2 separate regions of the Mus musculus genome follow, and region 2 is linked to region 1. The links are chromatin contacts, called in public promoter capture Hi-C maps. All regions are on one chromosome and are shown on one strand. Each heading gives the region's core, a stretch centred on a gene start, on an enhancer-like site or on the middle of the called end of the contact. The rest is flanking DNA. Distances are from core to core; before and after follow the strand shown.

Region 1 (6,434 bases), core at 1,985-4,484:
CACCACAGGGCCACTGGACCTAAAAACTCAGGCCCACTTACCTGAGCCAAAGTCACCCCCAAGTCCAGATAACCTTGGCTGCCACTTCTCACCTGCAGTAACCCTAATGTGATCCCTGGGCCCCACAAGGCTGGAGATGCTCTGCAAGCCAGGAGCAGCAAAGCAGCTACAGCCAGGCTGACCTGTAACTTAAAAGCTAGCACCAGGGTGCTAGCTACTCACAGCTGTCCCACTTAAGGCAGTGGGAAATGTTCACAGGAAGCAGCTGTAGGCCCACCCAACCCAGAAACTCAAGACACAGCAGATAAATATCATTAGTCAGATTTTTATTTCTACAGATAGGCCAATATTTATTATTTCCAGCAATAGTGCACATGATACCACTACTCCCCAGCCAAAAAGTAACTCTTCTTTGCATTCTGCATAGCCTTGTGGGGCTGGGCAGCAGGAACACATCTGGTATTCTGTATTCCAAAAGTACCTAAAAAGAAAAGTAAAATGTTGATAGGCTTTTCTGGCTGAACACATCCCCCACCCCCACTTAGCAAGCAACATGGTGAACTTGAATCCCACCAGGAACCTTAACAGCATGAACAGAGCAGCAAAAGCCAAGAATCAAACACCCGTTACTCTCCACACTTGTTATAACATCCCTAGAAACAGGTTAAAACAGTAAAAGAACCTCACCTGAAATCAAGATCAGACCAACACCTGCATCCTCGGCTCTCTCGGGCCTGTAGAAAATAAATCGAAGCCATTATCAAGTGAAATAGATTAAAGCCAACAATGAATTATTCCTGGGGCTGATGCATCAGACAAAACTGGCAATTAGTATTTGAGATCAACAGGGTCGATCTGACGGGGAAAGAAATGATATCATCAGTTCACCAGCCAAGTTTATGTCAGAAACAAAGTATACACTGGAAGAGGGACACGTGGAAACCACTCACCAATGCTCGCCTCAGGAGTTCACGCTCCATTCAAAGCCCGGTTTTGTCTGTCAGCAAACCTGAGATAAAATGCAGAAATAACCTGTCAACTACCTGAGCGCCAAGGGCACAGCAGCAGTGGGTACTGTCAGGCAGGCATGTCAGACATACTGGCTTAAAAGAATGTGATCAACATGGTCGATCTGATGGGGAAAAAAGTTGTGTCATCACACATGCCTGTCTGTGGGAGGCTGCTGAGCCTGATCCCAAGGGCTAGGTAGACAGCTACTTAGGACTACATCTCCTTTACAGGAGACAGCTGTAATACCAGTGTCTCCAATTATTAGCTAAAGGAATGGGACTTGCTGAGATAATCACAATCGCCTTGGAAAGTTTCAACATTATGTACCAGGAGGCCTCACGTATGACCTGAGGCGCCCATGACTCCAGCACCAAACCCTAAATGCAACTGTCTCACATATACAACTCTGACTGGCACTGTCCACTTGCAAATGATATGACAATTGTTCAGACATAGCACCCTTCAGTCTCTAGGCTTGCCTCAATTTAAGTCAACTTGCCTGGGCCTACTTTTTTTTTTTTTTTTTAAAGATTTATTTATTTATTATTATATGTAAGTACACTGTAGCTGTCCTCAGACACTCCAGAAGAGGGAGTCAGATCTCGTTAAGGATGGTTGTGAGCCACCATGTGGTTGCTGGGATTTGAACTCTGGACCTTCGGAAGAGCAGTCGGGTGCTCTTACCCACTGAGCCATCTCTCCAGCCCGGGCCTACTTTTTTTAAGAGTAAGATTTATTCATATATTTTATGCACGAGTACACCACCATTGTTCTCTTCAGAGACACCATAAGAGGGCACCAGACCCCATTATAGATGGTTGTGAGCCACCATGTGGTTGCTAGAAATTTAACTCAGGACCCCTCGAAAGAGCCATCAGTGCTCTTAACTGCTAAGCCATTTCTCGGGCCTACTTGATTTAGGGCATATTCACATTTTTATCTGAGTGGGTCAGGGTGGATATCAGAATACAGTAATGGAGGATAGCCATTGTCACATCTTGAAAAGCACTAGCCTGCAAATACTTTAGCAGACATGTTTCATTGCCTTTCTAAATACCACGCATATACAAAAGAAATCTCAACCCGGCTCAGACACTGCACCCACAAACTGCTGAATGCTCCCATATCAACAGCCAAGAAAATGTGTTACAGACTAATCTCAATGGGACCATTTTCTTAATCAGTCCTTTTCTCAGGCAGTTCTACCAGGACACTTTAAATAACAACAGGGCTCTGCATCTCCTGTGTCAGTATGTACAGATACACAATTAAAAGACTTTAGTATACTTTGATAATAAGGCTCAATCCTCGGGGCTTTTAAAACAACGAACCTCAGCAGTAACTCTTGCATCAAATTCCCTATCACTGCCCACTTAAAGGCTCTTCAAAGCACGTGATTGCCACTTTAGGCCACTAGACGAATGCATACCTTAAGACTTTCAGATGGTAGGTGAGTTCTCATCTCCCTCGATGCCCTTCTCTCCCTCCAACCTCCATGCTGTCCTGCTTGGTCAGGTCAACCTACAAAACAAAAGCGTCCATCACCACCTATATCCTCGACCAGGAACAAAGAAGACCAGGGTCCTCGAAGGCTGGTGTTTATCAGGACAAACTGGCAAATGTTTTAAAACATCAGCACTGTCGATATGACGGGGAAAAAAGTGAGTTCATCATTTACACCAGCAAAAAGCTTCCCAGGCCAAAGCAGAAGGCGTCTTTTCCACTTGAATCACGTCTTCGAAGGTCAACCTGGGGATCGCGCTCCATAAGCAACACTTGGAGACTAGGAGCGGTTACAGCGACTAAACTTGATAAGAGGTTAACAAAAAAAAAACTTGTGCTGTGTGGACTCAACTCACCATCTGCAAGTTAACCCCGGAGGGACGAGACATATCGGGAACAAAGCAAACGCTCTAGGAGCCGCCGGAACGAAAGGACGAGAGCGGCGGCGAACCTTCCTTATATAGACCTTGGCGGCGCGTGCGCCTGCGCACTGTGCCCATGGCGCGTCGCTTCCGGGCGCGACCGCTTGGCGTCCTGGGAAATGTAGTCCCCGAGCCGCCCGGCCCCAGCTAGCTAATGGTTGTCCAGCCAGTGTCTAGCCCCTCCCCGTGCTCACTGGGCCTCCGGGGCTTCTCGGCTTCCGCGCCATGTCGCGCTTGGCACGCACGAGCCGCCCGCCGCGTCCCCCTGGCTCCGGGGCCAGCCGAGACCTGCGGCCGCCCGGGGCGCAGTCAACCCGCCCCCCGCCGCGCCCTCCCCTCCGCCGCGCCCGCGGGGAGCCGCCAGTCCAGCCGCCGCCGCTACCGCGGGCGCTGAGGCGACGCCGCCCTTCCGCCCGCCCCGAGGGCGGGGGCGCAGGCGAGCCCGGCCTCTCGCTGGAGCCCGCGGCACCGCCTCCTCGTCCTGCGCGGCCTCCTCTTCCTCCGGGCCGCCCACTAGGCTACTCGCCCCGCCCAGGGGCTGCAGGGACTGGAAACCGAAAGTTCGCGGTGCCGGGCGGGGCCGCGACCTGCCAGGGCCGGGGCTGAGCTCTAGCCCTGCGGAGGACGCGCCCGAGCCGGTGAGTGGCCTCCGCCCTATCACGCACCTGCTTCTGCGGCGCTGCGACCGCCGGCGTCCCGCTCTGCCTCCGGCCGGGTGTCAGGTTAGCCTTGGAGTCCCTATCTGCCCCACTCAGCGCCCCCACCACCCCCGGAGTCCCTGTCCCCTTCCCTCAGTTCTCCTATAGTCCCCAGAGTCCATGTCCCCTTCCCTTAGTTTTCCTATAGCCTCCAGAGTCCCTGTCCCTTTCCCTCAGTTTCCCTATACCCCCGGAGTCCCTGTCCCCTTCCCTCAATTATCCTGTAGCCTCCGGAGTCCCTGTCCTCTTCCCTCAATTATCCTGTAGCCTCCGGAGTCCCTGTTCTCTTTCTCTCAGCCCCCCCTATAGTCCCCGAAGTCCCTGTCTGCTTCTTCAGTTTCCCTATAGCCCCCAGAGTCCCTGCCCCTTTCTCTTAGTTTCCCTATAGCCCCCAGAGTCCCTCAGTTCCCCTATCATCTCCGGAGTATTTGGAATCTCCCATCACCCCTAGGATCTTTTTCCACTCCTTACCACCCCCAGAGTCCTGTCCTCCCACCTCCACCGTCACCCTCCATCGTTCCCTGAGTTAAGTCTACCTGGTTATCAGCAGCCCCATTTCCCAGTCCCTGTTTCCTCTCCTCAGCAGCCCCATCACCCCTAAATCCCTGTTCCCTTCCATTAGCCTCACCATCACTCCCCAGAGTCCCTGTCTCCTCTCCTTAGCAGCCCCCATCACCTCCAGAGTCGGTGTCTCCTCCCTCAGTACCCAGCGTATCCTGAGCCGCGGGCACTGCCATTACCTGCTTCGACTCTCTTCAGTTCATCTGTCACCACCCTGATCACACCCCACCTCTAGTGCCCCTTCATCTCAGCACCCAGTCATCCCCTGTGCGTAGTTGTCCTGCCTCTGCTCCCGGTCCCTGGAGCCCCACTCTCTCCATTTCTCACCTATTGCTATACCCACTTGTTCCACAACCACCCTGGGCTCCCCATCCCTAGGCCCTGCCCTACCTCTGAGTCCCCCCCAGATCTCTCCTGCTTTCTGTAACCTTACAGTGTTTCTCTGAGGGATGTATGGTGTGGCGACTTCTCTCGGGACTTGAAATTTACCTAGCTACAACCCAGCTGCCACCTCTTGCTCCATCCTCTTTCATCTTACCCTGTAATTAGAAGTCTCTAAATGTTATCCCTGCAACAGCTTAACCATTGCTGATCTGGTGCCCTCCCTGCCTTGCTTGCCCTCCCTGCCTTACTTGCCCTCCCCGCCTGCTCCTGCCACTCTTCCCTCGCCTTCTCTAGCACTTATTTGCTTCTGTTTTCTTTTACACTGCTGCTGCATTCTATTTTAGTATTTTTTTTTCAAAATGAGGAAGAAGGGATTTTCCTCAGAAAATTTTTCTTAAAACAAACACTAACCATTGAGCCTGCATCATAAGAACAGGGTTTGGTAAGATGAGGAGAAAAGTCACCACAGAAAATATTCCCTGTGGGAAGAAAAGGGACTCTTTTTTTTTTTTTTTCTGATAAGAATAAAAGCCACCTCTCATACAATGCCAAATCTATTCACAGTTTCCAACTATGAATATTTTAAAACTGTGAGGACAGTCTCAAAAATCCTTTAGCTGAGAACTGAGTCACCACCACCCTGCCCCCCTGCATCCACAGGCTATGCCTGAGTTATATTGAGAAGTTCCCTGAAGGGGCTTCCTCTTCACCCAGCATCAGAAATCCTCAAGACAGAAGCAAGGCAAGAATTGCTAGCTGGTTGAGAGGAAAGAAGGCTAAGAGCTCACTTGCTGTCTAGCAGGAGGGAGCAGGGAACCTGTCCACTGCTGTGTCCTAAGAATGCCTGGCCAGGTCCTGAGCCCTTGGGTGTGTGTTTGTTGAAGCAGGGTCTCATAGAGTCCATGTTGGCCTCAGGCTCAGTGGAAGCTGTCTTTGAATTTCTTCTGATCTTCCTGCTTCTGCTTCCCCGCTCTTAACTTGCCGACCCTCCTGCCTCCAGCTCCCAGGAGCTGAGCTGAGCTGCCAGCATGCACCCTGCAGCTAGCTGGCACATGGTTTTGGATTGACACACTTGTACTCCTTTTGCCCCAGCAATCATTTTGTAAGAAAGGAAATGAAACCTAAGCTGTAGATTAAGTAACCTGGTTGAAGGCAAACCAAACAGTAGTTTGGGAGTTGATGACTCTCTCTTTCTGACCCCAAGCAAGTGAAGGAGTCCGGGAATGGAGGATTGGATCCCTTGGAATCGCCTAAATTGTGAGGTTAAGTTTAGAGTTTGTAGCACGGTTGGGAATCCGCAAGGTTGAGTGCTTGTGCTGTGATTAGAATCTGCATGTTTTACCCTTCCTTAATAAATGATTAACATATAAAGGCAGAAGGGCCGGCTTCGTGGGGTTTGGGTATTTGCTGTGTTTGAAGGGCACCGGTGACTCTCAGCCTGTGCAGTTACAGGTAACGAAGTCAGGCGAAGGTGGCAGAATTCGTGAGACTCAGCTATGGAAGACAGAAGACCTCATCTAGAGGCCAGGCCCAGGAATCCGCCTGCCAACCACAGAGGTAAGCAGGGTTTCTATCAGGTGAAAAGGGGAGGCCTACCGGAGATGGTCTGCGTTTTTCAATTAGTGAGGACCTCCTTGCGTGGTGGGTGTGATGGCGCACACCTTTAATCCCAGCACTGGGGAGGCAGAGGCAGGCAGACCTGAGGCCAGCCTGGTCTCCCTAGGAGAGCTGCAGACGGTTCTGTGGTAGGACGGTAGGCCTGTCAATCCAGCAGGGAGAAGAGGCTTGAGAATTTGAGACCAGCTAAACTGTGAGATTAAGGCCACTCTGAGCTCCTTGCTGAAAGCTTGCCTCC
Region 2 (6,856 bases), core at 3,766-6,265, 910 kb after region 1:
TAATGGAAGCAAGCTGGGAGCGATTACAGAGATTTTCTTAGATGCCATAATGCTGGGAAGGCCTTCTGGGAAAGCAGTGTGCCCCTCAGGGGTGCCCACTCCAGTCCTGAGGGACGAGGGTGGCACCATGTCTACAGCCTCCTGCCAAGGGGCCTAGCAACATGTACAAGCCCACGTGATAAACCTAATCAACTGTGGCGCCAGGGGAAGGGGTCAGCTTCGTCCACTGTGTGGTCCTTCCAGTGTTGCTATGTGTTCACATCATTGTAAAAAGAGAATCTCGGGGAGCCAGGTCAGTTGGTAAAGTACGTGTCCCAAGGTGTGTGTGCCTGAGTTCAGATCTCAGGACAATCTTGCAAAACCAGTGAGTACTGGGTTCAGTGAGAGATGCTGTCTCAAAAAATAAAGTGGCCATTTACTAGAGAAGACAGAGGTAAGAGAGTAACGTCAGGTGTCCCCCTTGATCACTACCTCCCCCCAGCCCTGGAGTTACAGGTATGCAGTCATCCCTGGCTTTTTACATAAACCCTAGGGGTTGAACTCAGGTCCTCCTGCTTGCAAGGGCAGTGCTCTCCCAACCAAGCTACCTCCCTAACCCATCTTCATTCTTTTTTGTTGTTGTTGTTTTTTGTTTTTTGAGACAGGGTTTCTCTGTGCAGTCCTGGCTGTCCTGGAACTCACTCTGTAGACCAGGCTGGCCTCGAACTCAGAAATCTGCCTGCCTCTGCCTCCCAAGTGCTGGGATTATAGGTGTGCGCCACCACTGCCCAGCCCATCTTCATTCTTAAATGGGAAAACTGAGTGGGTGGGGCTGGCAGAGTCAGCAAATGAACCACCTGCCAGTCAGTGGCTGAGCTGAGTGCAGGCTGCTAGACTCTCTCAACCCTAGAGCAGCGTCGAGCCATGGCCCGCCATCATAATCACAATCTATAAACTATAATCAAAGCTCAGAAGTGATTTCTCTAGAATCCGACCATAAAACTAGATATACTGTCCCAGAGAAAGCCCTAGATCAAATTACACTTACGAACAAATGAATTGTACTTTTCCCCTCAAGAAAACAAAGATCCCAGGGCTGGAAAGATGATGGTTCAGAGGTTAAGAGCACACACTGCTTTGCAGAGGACCAAAGTTGGGTTCCTAGCACCCATGGCAGGTTGCTTATAACTGCGTATAACTCTAGCTCCAGGAGACCTGGTGCCACGTTCAGGAGGCTCTGACGCCCTCTTTTGGCTACTGAAGGCGTTGCATGCATGTTCACATACCCATACACAGACACACAGAAATATGTGCAGATAATTTAAAAACAAACAACCAAAACCGAAGCAAAACAAAAACCAAACAAACAAAAACAATCCAACTTGAAAAGAAGAGTCTTTTTGTTCTACCTTGTCCAGAGAGAGACTTCTGCTTTGCCCGGGGCCTCGTGCCTATTTTCATTGTCAACTCCATCTGTCCTCACATGTCCATGTACCCACACAAACCTGGGCCACACAACTGATACAGATTCACATAAACTTTCTGACCCATTTCTCCAAGAGAGACCAATGGTCTAACATCAGACAACAAGTCTGATTGTCACCATGTCCTCGTGGTCTTTGAAGAGTGTCTTAACTGGAGACTATCCCACTCTTTCCCTGGTAAGAATTCACAGTAAACACCATCACTCTTTGAGATTGCCCGTGGCAATTACAGTGGTTTATAATTCTCCTCCCTCTCAAACTAGACCTTGATTCCTAAATGTGCACTTTTAAGCGTCAGGCGTTAGAATAAATTAGACTACACAATTACATGTAATTAAAGGGGGGAAACGGCCGTGGTGATGCAAAGATAGCCGCATTTTGCTGAAGTAAAGCCTGTCTGTGACCGTGTGCTGGCCCGGAGAGGCCACATGAAATACAATTAGTGCTCTGTTTTAATGGAGGCCTATGGAGTCGCTCTCATTATCACAATATCTGAAGATATATAAACAGCTTCTTGCTAATACCAGGGTATTTCTCCTGACAAGACAGCTTGGGTTCTAACTGCGAGACTTCAGCAGAATTAACCACAAATTCATATTGTTGTGCAAGAACTGGAATTTGGTTTTTTTTTAAGTTGAAAAAAAAAAAACAAAACCCCAAATCTCTAATATATATATCCCCTCAAGATGCAATTCTCCCCATCTTCCTCCTCTTCATCAATGCCTCTGATACAGAGGACATTATTACACCTTATTGGTATTTTAAAAGCCTATCTATCTCCACTCAGGAGCCAGGAAGTTTGAGCTCCACCCTGGAGAAGCAAGTCACAGCCAAGCATGCATGCCTTATTAAAGCCACCTGTGCCCCCAGAACGTGGGGCCTCAGCCAGAGCCCCCAGCCTGCAGCCGTGTCCCTACGGTTACTGTTTCTTCTTTACACGCCAATTTGTTTGAGACATGTTAAAAGGTTGTCTTTTATAACCCTCATAAAATACCATCGACTTCGCCCAGATGCAGCCAAAAAAGCTGAGACCGTCTGACTCATTTCAACCTGTGGGCCAGGATGCAGAAAGACCCACAGGAGTTCCCGCCATTGCCAGAGAACCAAGGGCATAACAATGCAAAGGACCCCATAGGGTAAGTAGCACCCACGATGTCCTGCGGAGTGAGCCACCAAGGCACTGCCACAGAGAAAAAGCAAGGCATAGGGGTGTCAGGACAAAGGTTCTCAAGGTTAAACCAACAATGGGGGTGTTAGCTTGAGAGTCTGGAGTTCAGACGGCTCCATGGTTGTATACCCAGCTCTGCTATTTGCAGAGACGGATATTAATCAGGAGCACAGGGGTCATAGAAGAAAGGCTGGCCTGGACCAAGTGTCTAGAAGGCAGGGGCTGGAAACTCAGGTCCTGGGGACCCTGTGTAGCCCACCCAGGCCAGAGATGAACTGTAGAAGAGACAGTGACTCCCCAGGCTGGGGGACTCTGACCCTGAAGTCCCTCACATCTTTAGATCGACACAGAAGTTCTTGAGTGGGGCCAGCCGTTTTCATCTTCCTGGAAAGAGCCCAGGCAACAGGCTGAGGCCCAGACCAGCAGGGTTAGGTGTGCACTAGGAGTTAGGGGGAAGTCAATTGTCTTAACTGATTAATGATTCCCTGAATCACACACCCAGGTACACACACACACACACTTGTCCCTAAGCTCTGTCTCCTCCTCTGTAAAGAAGAAAAGTGGTCAGGTGCTGGCATTGCCACCACTTTCCATTTCCATTACAACAAAGAAACATAAGAGAAATCACATGATACCACCCTCCTCCAGCGCTCAGTCCCAACTGGGAGACTGAGAACTGCCCTCTTTCCTGGAATTTCTGTTGGGCACACCCATCTACAGAGAGTCAAGTCTGAAGTGCAAGGGTGTGGTCCTAGTGTTTTCTGATGTAAATCCCCAACTTCTAGAGCATTCTCTAGAACCTCAGAGCAAACAGGGCACAGATTCCATTCTGCATCCTTCCTGCCCAGACCGCAATAGGACACTGCAGACCTGCTAGAAAGTCACTGCTGAAATAAGGCATGTGGTTCAAAGCCAGGTGCAGCCTGTGGGCTGTGTACAAGCCTCTGTCATCTCTGAGCATACATGTTCTCCAAAAACTATGAATGTACACTTCATGTGATGACCAGGTGCAAAGCTCTCCATTTGGCCACAGAACCTGCTGTTCTTCCTGGGAGGAGAACCCCAAGCCAGGATGGGTATAGCATGTAAAGTTACCTGTTGCAGAAAAAGAGAAGGATACAAAAAGATCAAGTGTATACATTGTTGTTGCTTCGTGTGCTTCTGAGACAGTATCACTATATAGAAAGTTTGACTTTGGGTGATCCTCCTGCCTCAGCCTTCCCAGTGCAGGCATCACAGATGTGGGCCACGAGAATACTGTCTGAGTTGACCCTATAAGGATATATAAATTAATCAATTTAATTATTCAATTAAATGTCTGGGATGTTGAAACTGATTACACCTGCTTTTCTATCTGTTTTATTGGTTTATTTTCTGAGATTTTTTTCCTTTTGTTTTGTTTTGTTTTGTTTTGTTTTGTTTTAATAGGGTCTCCTGGACCTCCAACTGGTCTTAATCACCCTGTGTGTAGATAAGGGTGACCTTGAATTTTTTATTTTCCTGCCTTTGCCTCCCAAGAGCTGGGATTGCAGGCGTGCACCAGCACTGTACATTTGATGTTTGTTTGTGTGTTTGTGCTTTCTAATGAAGTTCTCAGAATCTCAAGGATGGGAGCCCTCTGCCCCAAGCATCCAATGAACAGCGCTGCAGGGGCCCAGCCCCTTCTCATGCAGCACTGAGACTGGAATGCCTGGGGGTGGGGTGGAGGGTGGGGGGGGGGGTTCATGAAAGCGAATACTCACGCCTAACATCCTGTATCCAGCCAGGACTCTACACTAGCCAAAGGTGGGGCTTGCCCCCGGCTTAGGAAAGCAAGTTCAGGGTTAGTACAACGACTGTATGGGCGGAGTCGAGAGCCCCCCACGCAGTCCAGACAACCCGCTTGAATTTTAGATAAACAGCGAGGACGTGATTTTAGTGCATCTCCATCGGTGCCCTGTTATTTTTACTACGTGAATTTGACAAACGCTATCCATCAGAAAACTAGAAAAATCCCACCAGGGGAAGGAGGATCTTGAAAATAAGCGCAGCCTGGGGGGTCAGATACAACTCCGGAGCTCAGCTTCTTGGGTTCAGATCCTGATCCAACTATCTGACCTTGGGCCAATAACTTAACGGCTCTGTCTTGATTTCAGTATCTATAAATGGATGAACATCTTGGAAGACTTTCAGGGGTTACGTTTCCATCCGAGGCCCGCCCCGTTCCACCGCAGGGTCGATAACCCCCTAGCACATCAGCTGTACTTTCTGAAGCTACTGGTGGGCTCTGTGAGGCTCTTCACCCACCCTTGGCAGCCAGGGCCCCCTCAAGCCTCTGGTGGCTTCGGGGACGGCAGAAACCGCGCAGACAGCACCACCTGGAGTCAGAGTTCTCCCTTTACCAAGGGAACCGGCCTCCCCTTTCTTTCCCATTCCCGGCCCATGTCTGGGCAACGCTTCTGCTTTCGCTTGAGCTCAACTTAATTTCTCAGAGAGCTTCGGAGACGCGTGGGAAGGTCCCAGGCGCGTGGGCAGTTCCTCCCGCGATCTAGCTTGGGGATCGGCCCGAGCCGGCGTCTCCAATGGCAAGTGTGTGCGTGTGTGTTTAGAGGCGAGCGCGGGGCTTTCAGCTAAGGCTGCCGGGTGTTTGCAAACCAGGGCGAGCCCCTGTGAAAGCGGATAAAAGAAAACATTTATTAACGTGTCATTACGAGGGGCAGCGCCGGGCCGGGGCTGTCGCACGCCTCAGGGAACACTTGGCTCCTCGCTGCTGGGAGGGAGGAGGACGAAAAAGCGGAAAGAGGCTGGATTCTCTGCGCGCCAGCCCGGGGGCCTGATCCATGGCCCTCGCGACTTCGCGCCGGTGTCTGGTGGACTAAGAGATGCGCCCCCGGTCCGAGTGGCACACACGCGCGCACACACGCACGCGCGGTCCCGGCTCGCCGGCAGCTCCCTGCTCAGCGCACATCAGCCTCAACTCCGCGCCCAGGGCGAGCGGGAGCGGGTGCGGGTGAGTGCGCCCCGGGCCCGCGAGGGTGCGCGCTCGGCGGCGGGAGCGCGGCCGGCCACCGGCTCGGCAGGCAGCAGGCCGGGAGCCGCCGGGACTTCGGGCCGGGGCGCGGGGCGGCCGCGGCGGCGGAGGTGAGGAGCGATGGCTGAATCGCCGGGTCCCCGGCGGGGCGGGAGGCGGCTGGGTCCTGGGTCCTGGCGCGCGCGGAGGCCGGGGCGGGCGGGGCGAAGCAGAAGCCGGGATGCCGCGGAGGCGGCTGGAGCAGCGGCAAGGCAGAGTCCCCTACGCCCCGCGGCCCGGCCCGGCTGCGGCAGAGACGCGGTGAGGCCGCGGGGGCCGCGCGGTGAGTGGGGCGCGGGGCCGGGCCCGGATCACAGATTCCAGGGCGAGCACGGTTCAGGTGAGCCCAGCCGGTCCCCGCTGCCCGGCTCAGGGAGGGTGTTACCCGGAGGTTTAGGTACCGGCCGGCCTCAGTGGGGCTGACCGATTTGACCCCGTCTGCAAGGCTGGGCGGCTAGGGGAGGACTTCCCGCGCCCCGGTGGTTCCCGGGGAAGGGCGCGTGGACCCGCGGGCTGCAGGAGCATGGCCCGGTTGACCCCTTGAGGTTTAGATCCAGAGGGCCAGCTAGAAGCCAGACCACGTGTGGCTTGTCCGGGCAGGACCCGAGCAAGCAGGGACTAGGAACTCGCAGAACGGAGGACAAATGAAATCGTAAAACTTCTCCCGCGCCAGGTCAGAACCCATCGCCCTGCAGACCTGCGTCCGCCGCGGGCTCCAGAAGCCCGGAGGGGACGCTGCAGCGGGGACTGCGACTTCGTTTAGAGAGTAGTAGTTCATTCATTCATTCATTCGACAAGCATTTGTGGCGCTCTGAGTGTACCAGGCACGGAGTGTCACCCAGGGAAGCGCGGATGGTAGTGTTAGTCCCTGCGAGGGCGGCTGGTGGCGAAAGGAGGCTCCAAGTGGGCAGATGGAAGGAGCCACCCGCGGGGCCATGGGTCTGCTTAGTGATCTCTGCCTGGAGGGGACCCTGAGAGCCTTGTCTCCCTACACAGAAGGACGCTCTGCACAGAGCATGGCTGTGGTGACCCCCGCCTTCCCCCTTCCCCCTCCCCACTTCCTGAAAGTTCTGATTGGCCCCACCCCTCCAGGACTGGCTCTCCTGCAGCTTGTTTTAATCACTTTTTGAGTTAAAAGTCAATATTTAATTAACCAAGTAATTACATTCAGCTTTC

What was found. Capture Hi-C pulls out chosen DNA fragments and counts their contacts.
Region 2: a contact with region 1 is called in a promoter capture Hi-C map of pancreatic islet. The contact joins the promoter of Sulf2 here to the promoter of Zfas1 in region 1.

Annotation. Positions count from the first base shown.
Region 1 is chr2:167,059,734-167,066,167 of GRCm38.p6, reverse strand. Zfas1 (zinc finger, NFX1-type containing 1, antisense RNA 1) reads right to left here and starts at 3,234. Exons shown (of 5, transcript NR_138563.1): 1 at 2,871-3,234; 2 at 2,441-2,532; 3 at 951-1,009; 4 at 688-734; 5 at 306-481. Znfx1 (zinc finger, NFX1-type containing 1) reads left to right here and starts at 3,153. Exons shown (of 14, transcript NM_001033196.2): 1 at 3,153-3,658; 2 at 6,026-6,136. The coding sequence starts at 6,076. It overlaps LOC115486178 (a small nucleolar RNA gene), which reads right to left and starts at 2,695; the gene lies at 2,603-2,695. It overlaps Gm23201 (a small nucleolar RNA gene), which reads right to left and starts at 1,170; the gene lies at 1,082-1,170. It also overlaps Snord12.
Region 2 is chr2:166,153,842-166,160,697 of GRCm38.p6, reverse strand. It overlaps Sulf2 (sulfatase 2), which reads left to right and starts at 5,015. Exons shown (of 21, transcript NM_028072.5): 1 at 5,015-5,195.